2 separate regions of the Hordeum vulgare genome follow, and region 1 is linked to region 2. The links are chromatin contacts, called in public Hi-C maps. All regions are on one chromosome and are shown on one strand. The core of a region is the stretch at or near the end of the contact, and the rest is flanking DNA. Distances in the headings are between cores, read along the strand shown.

What was found. Hi-C and Micro-C count contacts between places; a contact is called where the count stands out from the background.
Region 1: a Hi-C map of leaf shows a contact between it and region 2, with 8 times the contacts expected there. The contact joins the enhancer-like site here to the promoter of LOC123440416 in region 2. A contact is called at or near these places in 2 of 6 Hi-C or Micro-C datasets (leaf and seedling).

The regions. Positions count from the first base shown.
Region 1 is chr3H:527,111,648-527,116,603 of MorexV3_pseudomolecules_assembly, forward strand. No RefSeq gene overlaps it. Among protein-coding and RNA genes, the nearest start is that of LOC123440418, 150 kb to the right of the region's middle. Within about 2 kb of position 2,999, at least 1 of the 3 cell types and tissues checked has open chromatin away from gene starts, as enhancers often do. A contact at or near this core is called in leaf, where this site is marked.
Region 2 is chr3H:526,919,305-526,923,895 of MorexV3_pseudomolecules_assembly, forward strand. LOC123440416 (protein LURP-one-related 8-like) reads right to left here and starts at 2,449. Exons shown (of 1, transcript XM_045116984.1): 1 at 1,411-2,449. The coding sequence starts at 2,323. The coding sequence ends at 1,709.

The DNA of each region.
Region 1 (4,956 bases), core at 1,749-4,248, 190 kb after region 2:
CACAGAAATAACAAAATTCCGGTCCAAGAACAACAAAAAAAGGGTCCATTTTCATTTGTGTTTTTTTTGTACACGCCATGTATAAAAGAGTATTGTTATGAACTTTTTCCTTAACGTGTTATATATGTATTTGTGTATGTATACTTTTTCTTAAGTTTTTTTGTGATGTGGAAATATGTTTTTTTAAAGTCCTCCCCGGAGCCCGGGCTCCATTTGCACTTTTTGTTGCGTTCAGTCGGTTTTTGTTTGGCTTTTCTGCTTTTCTATACTTCTTTTGATGATTTTGTTATGTTTTTTATTTTTATATTGAAATCCATGAATATTTGAAGAGTATTTGTATATTTGTCACGAACATTTTTAGTGTTTACAAACATTTTCAACTTTCACGAATAAGTTGTTAAAAATCATGAACATATTCTTAATCTGTTCTACCTATTTTTTACTCCTTTTTTTTTCTTAGATTTATTTTTCAACTGGTTTCTGCGTTCCATTATGAACAACACTAATGTTTTTAGCGAATATAATGAACAACAACACATCAACATAGGGGCGTGGGATAGTTAAAAAAAGTAGAGGCAAGGGAAGGGAATTTAGGGGCCGTCCACTATAAATCCATTAAGTCGCTCCCATTGGAGCGCATATTCTATTTGACCCTTGCGAGCATCAAACCGAGGAAGCTCCTAACCGGGGAGCAATTATCTAAGGAACGCTTCTTCTGAAGCCTTTCAAGGGCCGTTCTCAGATGCTGTCACTTAGCGCATTCTCAACCGTTGTCATGGGTCACGTTTTAAGCGGGTTTTCTTTTTGGATTTTTATTTTATTTTTTCGCACACATTTTCTGTTTTTAGATGGTTTTTTCAGTTTTTTCTGTTTCGGTTTTTCATCAGTCTTTCTCAGCATTTAAACGGAAAAGAATATTACAATTTTTTTCATGAAAAGATACATTGTCCTTCCTCGAGAGACACCGATTTGATTCGGCAGGAGTCACGGCCGTGCCTGTCAAAAACAGAAAAACGCGTTTTCTTTTTTTGGACGGTGAAAACAGTTCGAGCTGTTTCGAGTTGGACGCACTGTTTAAGAGATAAAGCATTTTAATATAACGAATATAGAAAATAAAACTCTCAGATGGCAACAAACGACACGCATACAATGCGCTATTTGTCACAAATGAATACTCTCTATTTAGTGATTTTGCCTAACCAGCACGTTCAGTGTCGGCTAGGTTCCTCGCACCCACGCCAGCTCACACCTATGGACGCTCATTTTTTCCCGCAAAAAAAAAACAGTACGGTCGTCCTCCACTTCAATCAAAACAAAAATGCACGCTTCATTCATTTCAATAAAACGCAAAAAGTTCCCTAGTATGAGAAGATATGAGTATTTAAAAAAATATTTAATATGTATTACGGGTTTAATGTCAAAAACATAAAGGGTTTTTCTATAAAATAGCATGACGGACTAAGAATACCTATTTTTTTTATTAGTAGGTATACATGTCACTAGTTGTGTCCCATTATTCGATTTTTCCATTAAAAATTATAACTGCTCAAAAATGACATCGTTCTATGAGATGTTTGTTCAAAAATGTCATTAGGTATCTCAAAAATGTCATCATTCATTAGATGTTTGCTCAAAAACGCCATTAGATATAATTATTGTTAGGTCAAATTCGTTGACCATGTTATATGATAGAATACTTCTATACCCACATGTCAGTTCTCTCTATCTCACAATAATAAGTGTGGACCCCACTAGTAAGGAGTAAGCAAACGAATAATTTTAGAGTAAAATAAAAACGTTGTTGGGATCAAGTCAGACCCACACTTTTTGGTAGTGAAATAGAGGGAGAGCTGACCTATAAGTATTTTGGTCAATATGACATGACAAACGAGATATGAGATGACAATAATGGTGCCCAGTGGCATTTTTAAGCAGTTGAAATACCTATTGGTAAAACTAAATAATGATATACAATGAATGACATAAATAATAAAACCCTTATACTATTCAACCCGCACTTCAACTCTAATTGACAACGAATCGTTTTTCTGAAATTTTACATAATACCCCCTAATTTGGGTGAATCAACCCGTAGTCTATAAAATATTTATTTTTAAAATAATCATATCTTTTAAATCCTAACTCCAATTTAAACATATTATATATGAAATATGATTAGGAAAAAAATTCAGAATCTGAATATAATGTTATTTTATCTATTAACTATTTTTTAAATTCTATTTTGGGTGGAACCTACGTACATGTCCCATGATAAAAAAAACCTACGTATGTATTTTTTAACAAAGTTCACATGCGTACTTCCCAAGAGACTACACAACTATTTTTTATAATGAATACACAAATAACTTTAATAGCATATGCATGTACTTATAAAATTCATGAACATCGAAAGTACATGAAGATATATTTTGAAAATATCTGAATAGTTCTTGTGATCGTCATGAACATTAATATTGGAAACGATACATATGATCTTAATTTGTGTTTTATCCGCTTCATGTGACGGTGACACATTTATACTTTATTAACTAGACTTAATTTATAGACACAGCCTCCTTAGTATTGAACGACGCCGACTGGTTGTCATTAGAGTTTGGTTGTAGGTACACACCATCAATATTACGAGTTATAACTAAAGTTGAATCGAAATAAGGACAGTTGCTTGGATAAAACATATTTACTCTTTTGTTGTTATGCACGGGCATGTTTGCTAGTAATAGAAAAAGAAAAAAAAAATGATTGGAGACTGCACCGTTTTCTCCATTTTTACGGAAAAAAGAGCAATTGGACCAGCTCATCTCACACCCTTTTTCCAGTTTTAACAGAAAAGAAGGTAATTGCACGTCCCAGCTCGCACCTTTTTTCTAGTTTTAACAAAATAAGAAAAAATAATTGGACCGGCCAAGCTCGCAAAGGGTTGCTTCAAGCACGGGTTGGAAAAACAATTGTAACTCGCGCCTGTAGCATCAGATAGGATTAGGGTCAAAACGATGGGAGCTTCTACCTGCCGCTCAATACGGCAGACAGCCCTGTGCCGCACACATGGGCGCCCGACTAGCCCGGCCCTGTTTTCTTTCTTTTTTTCTTTTACGTTTTTCCTTCTCTGTTTATTTTATTTTTTGTGGTTCGTTTTTTTCTTTCCTTTTCCTTTTACATTTTTTCTGAAGAAAAAAATCGAATTTGAATAAATTTTTTGAAAAATCGTGAACAAATTGGAAGCGTGAACAATCTTGTAAAGCATGACCATTTTTTAAATCTTGACAATTTATTTTGAAAAGAAGAATAATTTTGAAAAACCCTAAACAAATTTAAAAGCGTGAATAATTTTTTAAGAACGAACAATTTTTGAATTTTGAGAACAAATTTTGAAATCGAGAACAATTTTTAAAAACATGAACAAACTTGAAAGCGCGAACAATTTTTGAAGGACAAACATTTTTTGAATCTTGAGAACAAAATTTGGAAAAATGAGAACAATTTTAAAAACCCCGAACAAATTTGAAAGTGCGAACAAATTTTTAAAGCACAATCATTTTTTGCCTTTTGAGAAACAAATTTTGAAACCGAGAACAATCTAGGAGATGCTAGCAACAAGAGAGAGGGAGAGCATCTTCATACCGTTGAAGATCGCTAAGCGAAACCGTTACTATGAACGCGTTCGATGGAGTCGTATTCGCGACGATCCGATCCAAACACCAAACGAACAGTGCCTCCGCGTTCAACACACGTACAGCCCGGGGACATCTCCTCCTTATTGATCCAACAAGGGGGGAGGAGAAGTTGATGGAGAGCTCCGGCAGCACAACGACGTGGTGGCGGTGGAGCTTGTGGTTCTCCAGCACGGCTTCGCCAAGCGCCACGGAGGAGGAGAAGTGGAGAGCTAGGGCTGCGCCAAGGGGAGGGGTTCAGGGGTGTGCACAGCCCTCCCAACCCTCCTATATTTATAAGAGGAAGGGGAGAGGGGGCCGACCACCCTAGGAAACCCTAGGAGGGGGCGGCAGGAGCCCTAGGGGTGGCTTGCCTCCCAAGTTGGAGGGAGGCAGCCCCATGCCCTAGGGTTTTTGCCCTATGCGCCTTGGGCCTCTTTGGTGGCTGGCACCAGCCCACCATGGAGCTGGTTCCCTCCCACTTACGACCCATGTGGCCCTCCGGGACAGGTGGACCCCCGGTAGCCTTTTGATGGTCCCGGTAAAATACGATAAACCCCTAAACCTTTCCGATGACCGAAACTGGACTTTCCATTTATAAATCTTCACCTCCGGAGTATTCCGAAACTCCTCGTGACGTACGGGATCTCATTCGGGACTCCGAACAACCTTCAGTAACCACATATACAATTCCCATTACAACTCTAGCGTCACCGAACCTTAAGTGTGTAGAACCTATAGGTTCGGGAACCATGCAAACATGACCGAGGCACCTCTCCGGCCAATAACCAATAGCGGGATCTGGATACCCATATTGGCTCCCACATATTCCACCATGATCTCATCGGATGAACCACGATGTCAAGGATTCACTCAATCCCGTATGCAATTCCCTTTGTCTATCGGTATGATACTTGCTGGAGATTCGATCGTCGCTATCCCTATATCTTGTTCAATCTCGTTACCGACAAGTCTCTTTACTTGTTCCGTAACACATGATCCCGTGGTTAACTCCTTAGTCACATTGAGCTCATTATGATGATATATTACCGAGTGGGCCCAAAGATACCTCTCCGTCACACGGAGTGACAAATCCCAGTCTCGATTCGTACCAACCCAAAAAACACTTTCGGAGATACCTGTAGTGCACCTTTATAATCACCGAGTTACGTTGTGACGATTGATACACCCAAAGCATTCCTACGGTATCCGGGAGTTGCACAATCTCATGGTCTAAGGAAATGATACTTGACATTAGAAACGCTCTAGCAGACGAACTACACGATCT
Region 2 (4,591 bases), core at 1,199-3,698:
TTACACATTTATAGCACCTAAATTAGATTTGGTTACATTTCAGTCGACCGGGATCAACCCATACACTTACGGAAAACACGCTGCGCCTCAGGGACACTGAACTTTGACGTTAAGCAGTTGCTCTGCCAAGTGCACCGTCCACTTGGGCGGAGGGGCGTGAGGCATTTGGGATGATTACTCGCTTAGGCTGGCCATAGTGGGGGTATTATAGCTAGTAACATAGTCTTGGGACTAGCAAACATGGTGATTTGGCAAGTAATTAAAGAAAAGAAATATGATTAGGCTGCTCACAGTGGAGAGTAACATATAGTAGTATCATGCATATGTTACTATTGTATGATACTATCTTTATAGTGTATAATATCATAAACTAGTATCATATGTGATCTTATTTATTGACATGCATGACACATAGTAGTATAGCATTTAACATGTTACGTTATCTACCTATGTTACTTTAATCCTCTCTCTCTTCTTTAATTACTTGCCACATCACCATGTTTGCTAGTCCCAAGACTATGTTACTAGCTATGATACCCCCACTATGGTCAGTCTTAGAGTAACATAGGTAGATACCATAACATGTTAAATGCTATGCTATTATGTGTCATGCATGTCAATAAATGAGATCACCTATGATACTAGTTTATGTTACTATGCACTATGAAGGTAGTAACATATAATAGTAACATATGCATGATACTACTATATGTTACTCTTCGGTATGAGCAGCCTTAAGCCCTCAATAAGCGCTACAAAGCCAAAAAGATCTACGTCTATAGGCCATAGCTGCTCCTGAGTATTTATGTGTTTGCTTCGTGAAGAAACAGCGACTAGTGCCGAACCCGAACCTCAGAGTCAGTCACAGGAGAAGGACAGACCACTCCCAGCACATGACTCACGGGCAAAAAATTCAGTGAGCCAGCCAGAGGCAAACACACAAACAACACAAGAAAACCACAGCAAGTTTTGCACGGCGCAGATCGATAGCTTGCATTAATTCACAGCCGATCGCACACGTATCATCCACAGCCCCCAGCTGGACTGACGCGCCGTTACCCAACCGAATTTCAGACCCCAGGTGTGCACGTCTCTTCTCTTCTTTCCTCTTGTCCCAAGATGAGGACGGGTCGCGGTCCTGGCAGTGCCAGTCCACACCACATGGAAACGCAGCCGGAAATGTTTCCGAAAATATGATTCCATGTTTCCACGGAGCAGGGAAAGTGGAAGAAAGATAAGACTAGAGACGGTGTCCCTGTCTAGATCTCTCTGGCGATCTCGCTCGAGAATCAAACATGCCAGAAATTCTCAAGCCACGTAACATGATCGTGGTATGTACGTATGAGAGAGATCAAGATAGCGCTCTGCACAAGACAAGATGTTATCTTGAGATTCGGAAGCTGAGGACCGTATGTGCAAAAGAACTGTTTATATTTATTTCACTCTCTTGAAAGAATATATACACAACGACAGGCCAAAAAAGACATCGATTGGCCATATACTAGCAGTACGTATATGCGATTGATTTGGGGGGCATCATCGAGCAGATGGGCTTGCTCTCATGCCCGCACACAGATCCATCGACTCTCACGGCCTCAATTCCAACCCCAAACTGATCGATTGCAAGGGGAAAAAAAAAGCTATAAGCTTGACTAAATTGAGACGTACTCCGATGAACAAACAAATTATAATTCACTATAACTAGAATCTACGTGGACCAGCTCCTGAGGAGCGACGGCCTGGAGAACATCTGCTCGAGCGCCACCACCACGGCCATGGCCAGCGACACGCCCACGCCGGGCTGCACCACCAGGCGGAACACGTCCGTCCCGACCACCGCCTTGGGCATGATCTCCGCCACCGCGCGCCGCTCGCCGTCGTACACCACGCAGCTCCGCCGCGCGTAGGACCCCTCCACCTCGTACGACGGCCCGGCGCCCGCGCCCGCGCACGCCGTCACGTACGCCATCGTCTTGCCGCGGCCGCTCCGCCGGACGGCGTACACGGGCCGCCGCGTCTCCTCGCCGGCGAACACCAGCCACTGCTCGCCCTGCAGGCTGAAGCGCTTGCGGCGGACGGTGAAGGCGGGGCGGCCGGCCGCGTCCATGAGGACGACCTCGTCGCCGGTCTCGGAGGCGTAGCTGTCGACGCGGTAGGCCAGGTCGCCCACGGCGTCGAACACCGTGAACCCCTTGCAGTCGAAGAGCAGCGACTTGCGCCACACCGTCAGCGTCGTCGGCCCCTCCGCTGCGGAGGCGGGGTTGGCCGGCGCCTTGTCGACGGCGCCCGGCGCGGGCGCCATGTTGGGGTGAACCCTCGCCATGTTAGTGTAGAGTATGGAGCAATTGAGAGCGGGCGGACAGGCAGTAGCTGGGTAGTCGGAGCTGATTGAGCTTTGGTCGCCCTGTTGGTGTTGGTTGGCTCCGTGGTAGGCGGTGGTTTATATATACACAGGTCTCGCTCGCTGGCCGGAGAAGCTGTCCACCCGAGGAAAAGGCAGAGGCATGTTGCTCTGACGTGCGTGGGGACGCAAGTGACATGGGCTGCTGCTTAACGACCTCTTCCTCCATTATTAACAAATCTTATCATGGATTGTTTGCTACTACTATTAAAAAGCAATAACAAACTTGGCTGATGCAAACACCCAAGTTACCACTCCTCAAGAACTTGAGAATGCTGCTGCATAATAATAATAAAGAGAAGGAAATCATTGGGATCAGCCGACAGATAACCATCCTGCGTCGGTCGTCTTTGTAACCGTTGGATCACATTTCAATCGGATGGTTAGAAGCAACGTATTACCGTTGGATCACATTTCAATCGGATGGTTAGAAGCAACATATTACCTAGACTAGTTTTTGCGTCTAAGTAATTGTTGTAAACTTCTTCTCCGTAATAAAACGGATGCATTGCGGGATTTATATCCCCATGATATATAGTAACCACCACTCATGCTGCTCCCTAGCTCTTCTCACGTTGCTTCGACCGCCGTCGTTGCCGACGCTTGCCGACGACATCACGCCGCGTCGGTGTGCGGTCGTCGCTGCCGCCCACCTTCATCATGAAGGTCAGCCGTTGTTGTGGGCCTGAACTCAAGCTGCGTCCCATTGTCTCGAGGGAGCACCGACGTCCATGTTTGCCGCAGGGAGCTGCGTTAGCCGTCACCCCGAGGGAGGACTGGCCTTTCTTTCGATCAGCGTGGTCACTGCTCGTTGTCTCCTACATGAGTTTCTACAACAAGGTCTTTGTTGTAGAAGAAAATTATAACAGACCCGTGTTATAAAAAAAATTCAACAAGACCTTCGTTATAAAAAATATTAAATTATAACGAGACTTCTGTTGCAAAAAAAAGTTACCACATCATTTTTATTTTCTTTTTGCAATACGCTCAAACCTTTAAATCTGATAGAATTTTCTGCCAGTAGACGGATCACAGGCTAGCTGTTTTCCTTCCATTAACAACTCGAGATCAAGCTCGTCGTTTGATTGATCGTAGATATCCACAGAAACAGCGCGACGTTTTGCATGCCGCGCCTAGCAGATTAAACCGGGTCATCATAGTACGCACGAAACGTCGACGCGTCACCCGTCGGATCTGTACACAAACTATTCACCAGTGCAGTAGATTATATCCGGCACGCGGCAGGAGGCCAGGCTTCGGGTGGGCTAGCAAGTAGCAACAGCACCCCAGCAAGAAGCAGCGGCTAGCTCTAGTCCATGCGTCGAGTCATCATCTGGGCACAGGCGGCAAAAACCAACCCCATACCGATAACATCCCGTTCAACTACAAGCGCCAACGACACGGTGATTAGCCGGTTAACCCACGACGGAAGCAGCGCCAGGAACGCGATTAACGAAGCATCCGCGCGTGCTGCTGATGCTATCTTCCGGGATTGTTAACTATTGACCGGATCTGCTTTAGCTAGTCACGATCAGGCCTGCTACCGTGACGAGGTTGATAGCTAGCCGGTGGGCTGGCTGCTACCGTGCAATTCTTCATTTGATAGCATTCGAGGTGTCGTTGATCATTGGCAGCCGAGGGAAAAATGCAGAGCTTGTGGCTGGCCCGGAGCCATCTGTGAGCTACTCATTGGCCGCCTCGGTGTCAAAACTAGCTTGACTATTTTAGATGACTAAACTACTAGGGGCACCTGTACGTACGTGTGAATAATTTAACCGGTCGTTAGATATTTGTCATTTGGGTAAGTACTGTACGTATTGTGGGAAGCCAGCTGACGTACGCAGAACTCATAACTAGTTTTTCTTTGTTGAGAGAGAGAGACAGACATGTGGAGTTGAGGAGTTGGCTCGGTGGTTCCATTGATTGTTTATAGGGAGCTGTTATTAATTAGTCGAATGATTTTTTTGAGAAAATCATCCGTCTGGTGAGCCGTTCGATTTTAAGGAGGCGGTCGTTCGATCGTAGCACAACGCATATTCCTTCTCTATACCCCAATGCAGTAGCTTTCACGCTAGCATCAGCAAAACCACTTCCATGGCAGCATCGACAGCGTCGTCGACGTTCCATTGCAACCCCGCCGACGCTACATTGCGACCTCGACGAAGTTTCGACGACCATCCAGCGTGCTTC